Regions from separate parts of the Mus musculus genome. Here region 1 is linked to region 2. Evidence: chromatin contacts called from public HiChIP or PLAC-seq data. All regions are on one chromosome and are shown on one strand. Each heading gives the region's core, a stretch centred on a gene start, on an enhancer-like site or on the middle of the called end of the contact. The rest is flanking DNA. Distances are from core to core; before and after follow the strand shown.

Region 1 (4,128 bases), core at 562-3,061, 1.7 Mb after region 2:
ATAATTAAGTGGGTTGGAAAGTTGGCTTGGTGGTTAAGAGCACTTGCTCTTCTTGCAGAGGACCAAGATTTTGGTTGCCAGCACTCACATGGAGACTCACAACCACCTGTTAACTCTAGTTCCAGATGATCCAGTGCCCTCTTCTGACCTCCTTGGGCATCAGGCATGCACATAGCACACAAATGTATATACAAGCAAAACACGCATACACATAAAATAAAAACTATTTTTTTAGATGCCCGCAACTCCTCTTGAGATGTCTGTCATGTCATCTGTGAGATTACAGGTTTAGACTATCATGACCTTCTTGGTTTATTGTTTTGAAAGAAGGTGGGGGAGGGGAGGGGGACCTTTGGGAGTTGATTACTGAAGGCTCCAAGGTAGAGACTTCAAGCTTGAATCTTTATTTTATACGAAGAGGAGAAACCCAGAAGACACCTGTGCACGTGCACCACCTGTCTCCAGCTCTGGACGCTTTGTCATCTCAAGACTGTCACTGAGAAAGCCATCACCAGATGTAGTCCTTAATCTTATGGTTCCAGAACACAATCATAATGACCCTCTTTCTTTATAAGCTTATCCATCTGTGGACTCAACACCTTCTGATCTCTTCTGGCTTGGGGCAAAGATGTGAGTACATACAGACAAACACACAGACACACTTACACATAAAAAAAAATCGAATAAATACATCTTCTTTCAAAGATTTGATCAAAGTATGCTTCCACATTGCTTTTCAGGGTGCCTGCTCCTTGATGTGTAAGTAAAGAATGGCATTATCCTTTCCTTCCTGGGAAATGTGTCATGTACCCCTTCCCCCAAATTAAAAACTGCCACTAAAATGCTGCACCATGCCAAGAAATATTAGGCATATCCTGATTTCAAAGTTATTAAATGTCACAGGGTGGGTGCAAAGGAATCTTAGACTAGAAGAGGCAAATCTGGGGGTGGGGGCTGTGAGGTCTTAGCAGCATTCAGAAGCAGAGTCCTGGGGGGGGTGGGGCTCAACTTTCTTCTCTAGTTATCATTGGTGCTTTGATCTGACACCAAAATTAATATGCTTTTTCAGTCCAAGAAGCAGATAAGGTTGAAGGTTCCATTTAACCGTTAAGGACCAGTTTACCATTGCTGGAAAGTCAGTATACTGTAAGTTTATGTGACTAGTCAAGCTGCCGAAGCCAGCCACCACATTCTGGTTCATATTACTCCACAGGGACTAAGCTGACTGCTCTGTCACTTGGAAAGACATCCTAGGAGGTTAGGAGCATCCCTGCCTCACCGTGGCTCCCTCTGCTCTCTCAGAATGCACATTCTCTGCCCGAGGGTCAAAGTAATTACTGCCATGCGTCCCGTGGGTGATTTAAAAGCCACAAATGAAATTACATGTTTTAAGGAACTAATAGAATCAATCACTTTCTACAAACAGATACGAGCCAGGGCAGTCTCAGCCCTTACAAAGTTGGAGATTGCTTTTCCTATCTCTTATTTGTGAGGAAGGAAACTTCTGGGCTCACAAATGAAGATGAATAGGGGAAGACTTTCAGAAGAAATTAATTTTATTGGAAAGTCAATTCTTCTTCTGACAACACTAGATATTTGTGGGACAGCTCTTGGTGTTATTGACTCAAAGAGATAACATTTGTCCTAGATGATGGTGCCGTTGCTATGGTGACTTCTTTTAACAAGACTAAAAATAATGAAGCCTGTGTCTAACTTTGCTAGGACAAGCCAAGCCTTTCTCAGAACCATCTGAAAGAAGTATCTGTCGGCTGCCACAGATTTATTTTGAATTAAGGGGCACGTCATTTAGGGACTGAATTGTTTTTATTTCCGCCTGACTCCGCCACTTCTGGATATCGTGGTTCTGCAGGGCATAGCAGGCACATGTCTAACCAAGAGGAAAAAAGATGAGTTTCATGAGTCACAAAGAAGCTTTCTTTATTGCAAGTGCATCCTGTATTCTCCTTGGAACGGGTCCACAAGGCTTCTGGGTCCTCAAGCCAGAAGGGTAATTCCACAAGGAGTCTCACAGACAATGGCAAGATTGTTGTTAGCTACGCTTGGATGCAATAGAACTCTACTTGGTAGATATCGACTGTATGCAGAAAGGACTCCTGCTCTTGGCCCCATAGTCTTCAAGGATGTGACTATGTGTGAAGAAGGGAAGAGGAGAGCCTGACTTCTCTGCACAGCACTCATTATACCACTTCACAGGTGCGAAGCAAGAGCCTACTATGTGCCAGTCACTTTCTCCCTTCCTCAACTCACATGTATGAATCAAGCACCTATTGTATGACAGGTTCTTCCCACTTCCTCAATTCACAGGTATGAATCAAGCACCTACTATGTGTCAGGAACTTTCTCCCTTTCTCTTTCCTTCTCTTCCTTCCATGTTTTGTTGAGCGCCCCCTAAGTGTTATAGTTACAGTAACCACATACAGTGTAGTTGTGAATAAAGCTGGGAACCTGATGATGTGCAGTCGTTCCTTGGGATTGAAACACTCCCTTCTGGAGGGACCAAGGAGGTTGCCAGATTCATGAAACTCATGAGAAACTTTATAGACTCAGGAAACACACAAAGCTTACAAGACTCTCAAGTCCCCTTCCCAGGTTAGTTAGTCTGGGAAATGTAAGAAATGCACAGGGAATGGCTGGATTACAGTTATTAAGCAGTTGTAGAGACAAGTCTTTGTTTAAATAAAGTTTTCAAGAAAACGCATTGAGCATGACTCATAATTTACCCTTATAGATTCCGTACCAAAAAGGAAAAAAAAAAAACCATTCTAAGAACTGGAATTGCCACATGGAATTAAAATCCGACTGGACAGACTGCGGGATAGCATCTTAGTTTTGCACCGTCCACACACTGACCCGCCGTGTGTACCTGTGGAAGAGGACCTGTCACTCCAGATTCCTCTCATTTGTTTATTAGAGGTGTTTTTATGAATGAATTTAGATCTTTCCAGATTTGAGATCCAGTGATATTTCCCTCCTCTTTTCCTTTTCTCGCTTTCAGCTGCACTCTGGACCTTTTTCATATTAATTTGTTGGAATAGTTTTATATTAAGAATCTAGTCATCTGGATACTACTATATAAGCCAACCCTCTCTAGCCTCTGTGGACACCCCCGCATGTGTTCTATGTGTGCATACACACACATAGCCTCATACAATACATATAAATAAAAGCACAACGTTTTTTAAAAAGACAAACATAAAATGCCGCGGGAGGTGACAGAGGAAAAGGGTCGCTTCACCCCAGGCAAAGACTATGTGTAATCAGGGTCTTTTTCCTGTTCATTGCTATATCCCCAGGGATTGCAGCACTGTCTGGGTGACTAATTAATTACTGAAACCATCTGTTGAATGAGTCACTAAAGACACAGCAGAGAGCATGATGAGGCTCTGGTTCCTCACAGCTTGGAACAGTGCTAGGGTAGAATCCTAGAGGTCGGGGCAGCAGGCAGGATGGGGCTGGGTGCTGCAGGAGACCCTATGGAGCACAGTGAGGGGACGGACTGGACCATCAGGAATAGGTGACTCCACCGCCAGCTTCAGCTGATAGATACCATTCAGGCTGCACCCCATGAAGCTGAGACATTGACAAAGAAGTGCATGGACATGTTGGGGTTCCTGGTAACCACACTATAGAGGTGAAATGAGAAGAAGAGAGTAATTCCAGTAACTGACCTAGTTGCCAAAGTACCAGAAATAGAATAGAATTTATGCTAGTGTGTTAATATGTAATCGTTGATGAATGCTGGTGTTCTGGTAGGTTGTGGGGTTTTGTTTGTTTGTTTGTTTTGTTTTGTTTTCATGCTAAGGTCTGAGACCCTATAATTCATAGAACACCACATTCAAACTCACCATAGCTCAAGGGCTCAGAGCAACATGGGGGGCAATCATGGTTGGGTGGTGTCCAGAGAGTTTAGTTCTGTCTAAATCCTCTTGCTGTGTCTTACTTACTGAAGTTCAAAGATGTTAACGGAATTAGCCATGATGACTTGAAACTAGGAAGGAGACTTTTTGAGAAAAACAGTGTCAGCAGAGGAGCGGGTGAGGAGTTAGTGGGGGTGAAAACAACTAAAATTCACTACACCCATAAAACTGTCAAAGAACTTTATTTAAT
Region 2 (4,347 bases), core at 744-3,243:
CCCAGTCCATGAGTAGTAGGTTCAGCCCCTTTCTGGGGGATATCGGTATTAAGTCCCATGCATAGAGTATTTGCATGTCACCCATACAAATCCTCCCATTTACTTTAAATCCATCTCTACGTGGTATTTCAAAGCGAAATAGCAGGGGAAAAGTCTATCCATGTTCATTCCAGAGAGAACTCTTGTTCCTGAGTGTTGTGACCCATGGCTACAAATCCACAGGTGCAGAGGCTTGACTTTATTTGCACGAGGTATACATTTATCTGTGCTTGCAACTTTGAATTCATTATTTATCTATTCATCCACCCATTCATTCAACAGTATTCACTGAAACCTACTGTGGACTTGGGAATGCACCTGTGACCAAGATAGGTCATCTCTCCAGGGATCTAGATCCTTGTATAAAACCATAAAGAAGTAAAAGTAATGACTAGAGTAGAAAGAAATGGTTCTTGTTTGCAACTTTGTTTCCTCGAGCTAAAGGAGGAGAAGTGACAGACAAAAAACCCTCCATGCTTTTCATTATTTATCGTCTAAAGTATTTCTTAGCCGGTTCAGACTGCTATAATAAAATACCACGGTCTGATGTATACACAACAGACGCGTCCTTCTCACAAGTCTAAAGTGCGGGAAGTTTAAGATCAAGATGCGGGTCTATTGATGTCTTGTGGGAGTTTTTTTTTTTTTTTTTCTGGTGTATAGGAATGAAGCAGCCAGTGAGCACTCCCTCTGCAGTCCCCTTGATAAGGACACTGTCTCCGAGGGGGCATGCCCAGTGCACATGGGTATATGCATAGGCACACACAATAAATAAATAAATAAATAAATAAATAAATAAATGTAATAATTTTTTAATTTCAGTAGATCTCGGTTGGGGGGGGGGTGTCTCAGAAACTAGGGCAGTGCTAGAATTTTCCAGTGTACTGAGTGTTTTCCACCTGGTTGGAAACATTGAACTCTCTATGTCTGGGCAGAAAGACTGCTCAAGGAGAACCAGTGGGTAATCTAAGCACTTGGGGAAACAGTAGGATCCTGTCTTTCCTCGTGGCATTTCTATGCGTGGGAGTGGCTTCCTATACCCCAGCCTAGGCCAAGGGGAGCACTGTCCCCATTCACTTGGTTTGCTAGCCCGAAGTGCTACCCCTGCTCCAGCTAAGTTTGCAATTCCTAGGTGAGCCTTCTCCAGGAGAGCTCTTCTTCCATGTCTCCCTAGCCAGTCTGTGCCTCCCACCCTCCCAGGAAGCTTATTTTCACTGTCAGCAAACTCAGAGATGTGGAGTCCATCTTCTTCACAGCCCCTACGAAGGAGAGAAGGCTTTGTTAACTGGCTGACATCCCCTATTCCCAGACTAAGAGGAAAGAAGATATAAGGGGAATCCTTCCATCCTTCACACAGTGGCTCTTCCTCAATAGGCATTTGATGAAATAGTAGTAACAGTTCCTACTGGTGGAGGCCTTCGGAGAGGCCTCTTACAAATCACTGGTGTTTAAGTGAAACTACTGCCTCTGTTCTTTTTGGAGATCACACACATCCTCACCCCCTCCTCTCCCCCTCCCCCTCCCCCTCCCCCTCTCCCTCTCCCTCTCCCTCCCTTCCCCCTCCCCCTCTCCCTCTCCCTCTTCCTCTCCTGTGCACTGCCTACATTTCCCTGCTAAGGTCTTCTTTCCTGTTACACCAGAAACAAACAAACAAATAGAGAAAAGACTACAACCGACTAGTGGGCTCTGCACAGCATAGGAAACAGTCACCCTCCTGCTATGTGGATGTAATTTGTCCCCTCCAAAACCTGTCTTGGAGTTCAGCGTCTGATGTAACAGTGTTGAAAGACTCTAAGAAATGATTAGGCTGGTGCGGCGCACACACCTTGAATGCTGGCACTCAGGAGACAGAGGTGAATGACTTCTAAGGTGGCTGATCTACACAGTGAGCGCTGGTCTGGCCAGGGTTGCACAGTAAGACCTTGTCTCAAAGACACAGGGGAGGCCCTTAGGACATAAAGAGAGGTTGATAGAGTTCTTAACAGACTGAATTTGTTGTTGCAGGGACACACAGTGGCCCCTTGTTCTCTGTGTCTTCTGCACCTGGCATCTGCCTTGGCCTTTCTGCTGTGCCCTGGTAGCACAGGGACCTTGCCACATGTGTCTGTCCAGTCTTAGACTTTCAGCTTCATAATCACAAGCTGAATAAACGCTTTTCTTTTATACATTGTCCTAGCCTCGGGTGTTCTGTTATAACAGCAAAGGACAGACTAAAACATCTGGACCCTTATGTGTATCATAGCAGTATTCATGTCAACCAAAATATTGAAATAACCTAAATGTCCATCAACCAATGGATGAAGGGAATTTGCCTTGGAACACGACTTAGCTTTTTAAGAGGAGGAGGGAAACGCTGTCCTTTATAGCGGTGAAGATGGTCCTAAGGGATATGGCACTAATTCAGGCAAGCCGGACAAAGGAGGACAAACAGCATGATTTCATTTAACTGTGTGATCCCAAAGAGTCAGGCCCATAGAAGCAGAGTAGCCTTGTGGGTGCCAGCATCTAGAGGGAGGTGCTGAACAAAGTGTTCAGAGTTTCGGTAATGAGAGAGAAATAAATTCCAGAAGTCCGTCCTACAGCACGGGGATTGATAACAAACAACGTGTGATGGTTTCTCAGTTTGCTTACGAGGGCTCATCTTGTGTTGTGTTGAGTACTCTGAGCACAGAAGGAGGGGAAGTGCAGCAATTTTGGAGATAATGGGTGTTTAATGCATCAGTTGTAGTGATGACTACATGGATGGGTACTTAACCAAACATACCAAATTGTATGTGCTAAGTATTTGCATCTTTTGGGGTCAATCATACCTCAATAACTTAAAAAAAAAAGAAGTCTCCTCTTTGGTCCTTCATCTTTTAACACAGTTATTGAAAAGAGGAATGTGTTGAAAGACCAGTGTCTCTGGTTCCAAGAATCGCCAGTGCTGATGGTTTTTAACTTATTCCGTATAACAGCACTGGCAGCTGACACAACCTTTTGAACTTCCCTATTTCTGAGGCACTAAAAGAGAGGGATGAAGCAGAAGGGCGAGAGCAGCTCAGGTTGGAGTCATGTTTCCTAGGTAGCAATACAAGTCTACCTAGGTAGCAATGTCTCCTCTTGGGATACAGTGATGGAGGGTAGACTGGCCACTGATATCATCAAGACCCAAGCAACAGTGGAAGAGAAAGAGAAGGTAGACTCTAGTCAGTAACATGTCTGACTGGTGGAGGTGCACACTTTTCCTTTCTGTGAGACATCAGTCTTGTGTGTGCAGGAGGAAGCTGGAAGCTGCTAGCTGTGTCTAGCAGCCTCTGTTGCTGCCTCTGGGAAGCCACTCTGCCTGAGTCCCCTACCCCGCTCCTTCTGCTTGGTGGGCTTGTTTTGTATTCAGGGTCATTTCCTTCCCAGGAACTGGGGAATCTGATCTAAGATTAAAGCAGGCTTAGTTTTTCCCATGTTACAGAGGTAAAGATGAAAATACTGGTAGCAGTTAACTTGTCTTGCTTAAGGGTTACCATATGGATATATTATTACAAATGAGGACCTTCTTAGCATGGGAGGTAGACTGTGCCAATGCACGGTTTGCAGAGCCATGTAGAGACAGAAGAGACTCCGGAAAGATGCCCCCTGACTGGTCCTCTTCCGAGGGACCAGGACATAGAGTTTCCACTTACTGTATTTGGGGTGGGCTGTGAGTTATGGAATAAATACACTGTTTGTGGTTTAAGTGTACGCTTGGTTTGGACCCGTCACCCCAGGCTGTGCACACGACACTGTACTCATTTGCCCCTGCTTGGCTGATGCCTCACACAGATGCAGACTAGGCTATGGTCTAGTCAGTCATGGTCTAGTTTAACCATGAAGGAAATTTCTCCACCATTCCATTATGAGGATGAATAAGCCCTGAGCACCTGCTGTCTACTGTGTTTGCTTTTGAAACTCAAGACAAATGAGATAAGAGACACTTTCACAAGAATTTGTCTGTTGGGGCTTTGAACCATGTGTGTATGTGTGTGTGTGTGTGAGTGCACACACATGTGCACACATACACGATGTCTTAAAGGCTTAATGTAGGCAATACAACAAGAGCACAGAAAAGGCAGTCATTTTGATGGGAAGGCCTTGAGGAAGGAACACCTCTTGAACCTGTGTCAATGTAGGGCGCACCTGCCAGATAGGTTAGAGCAGGAAGGATAGAGGCATGGAAACTAAGAAATTGTGAAGATTCCATGTGATCAGGATGGGAGCCCGGGAAATGGCTGGGATGAAGTCACATCTGAGGAAAGCTGAGGTCGGGGCAAGGGCAGTTTTGAGATGAAGCTA

The links. HiChIP or PLAC-seq counts read pairs in DNA pulled down with a chosen protein or histone mark.
Region 1: an H3K27ac HiChIP or PLAC-seq map of oligodendrocyte precursor cells shows a contact between it and region 2, with 5 times the contacts expected there. The contact joins two enhancer-like sites. A contact is called at or near these places in 2 of 39 promoter capture datasets (embryonic stem cells and hippocampal neurons) and 1 of 115 datasets of contacts at active chromatin or transcription factors (oligodendrocyte precursor cells).

The regions. Positions count from the first base shown.
Region 1 is chr12:75,422,725-75,426,852 of GRCm38.p6, forward strand. It overlaps Gm34613 (a long non-coding RNA gene), which reads left to right. Exons shown (of 4, transcript XR_381695.3): 4 at 1-84. Among named protein-coding and RNA genes, the nearest start is that of Gphb5, 8.0 kb to the left of the region's middle. Within about 2 kb of position 1,812, at least 26 of the 459 cell types and tissues checked have an H3K27ac peak or open chromatin away from gene starts, as enhancers often do. A contact at or near this core is called in oligodendrocyte precursor cells, where this site is marked.
Region 2 is chr12:73,734,113-73,738,459 of GRCm38.p6, forward strand. The region is part of intron 10 of Prkch (protein kinase C, eta); the gene reads left to right. Among named protein-coding and RNA genes, the nearest start is that of Gm34189, 46 kb to the right of the region's middle. Within about 2 kb of position 1,994, at least 18 of the 459 cell types and tissues checked have an H3K27ac peak or open chromatin away from gene starts, as enhancers often do. A contact at or near this core is called in oligodendrocyte precursor cells, where this site is marked.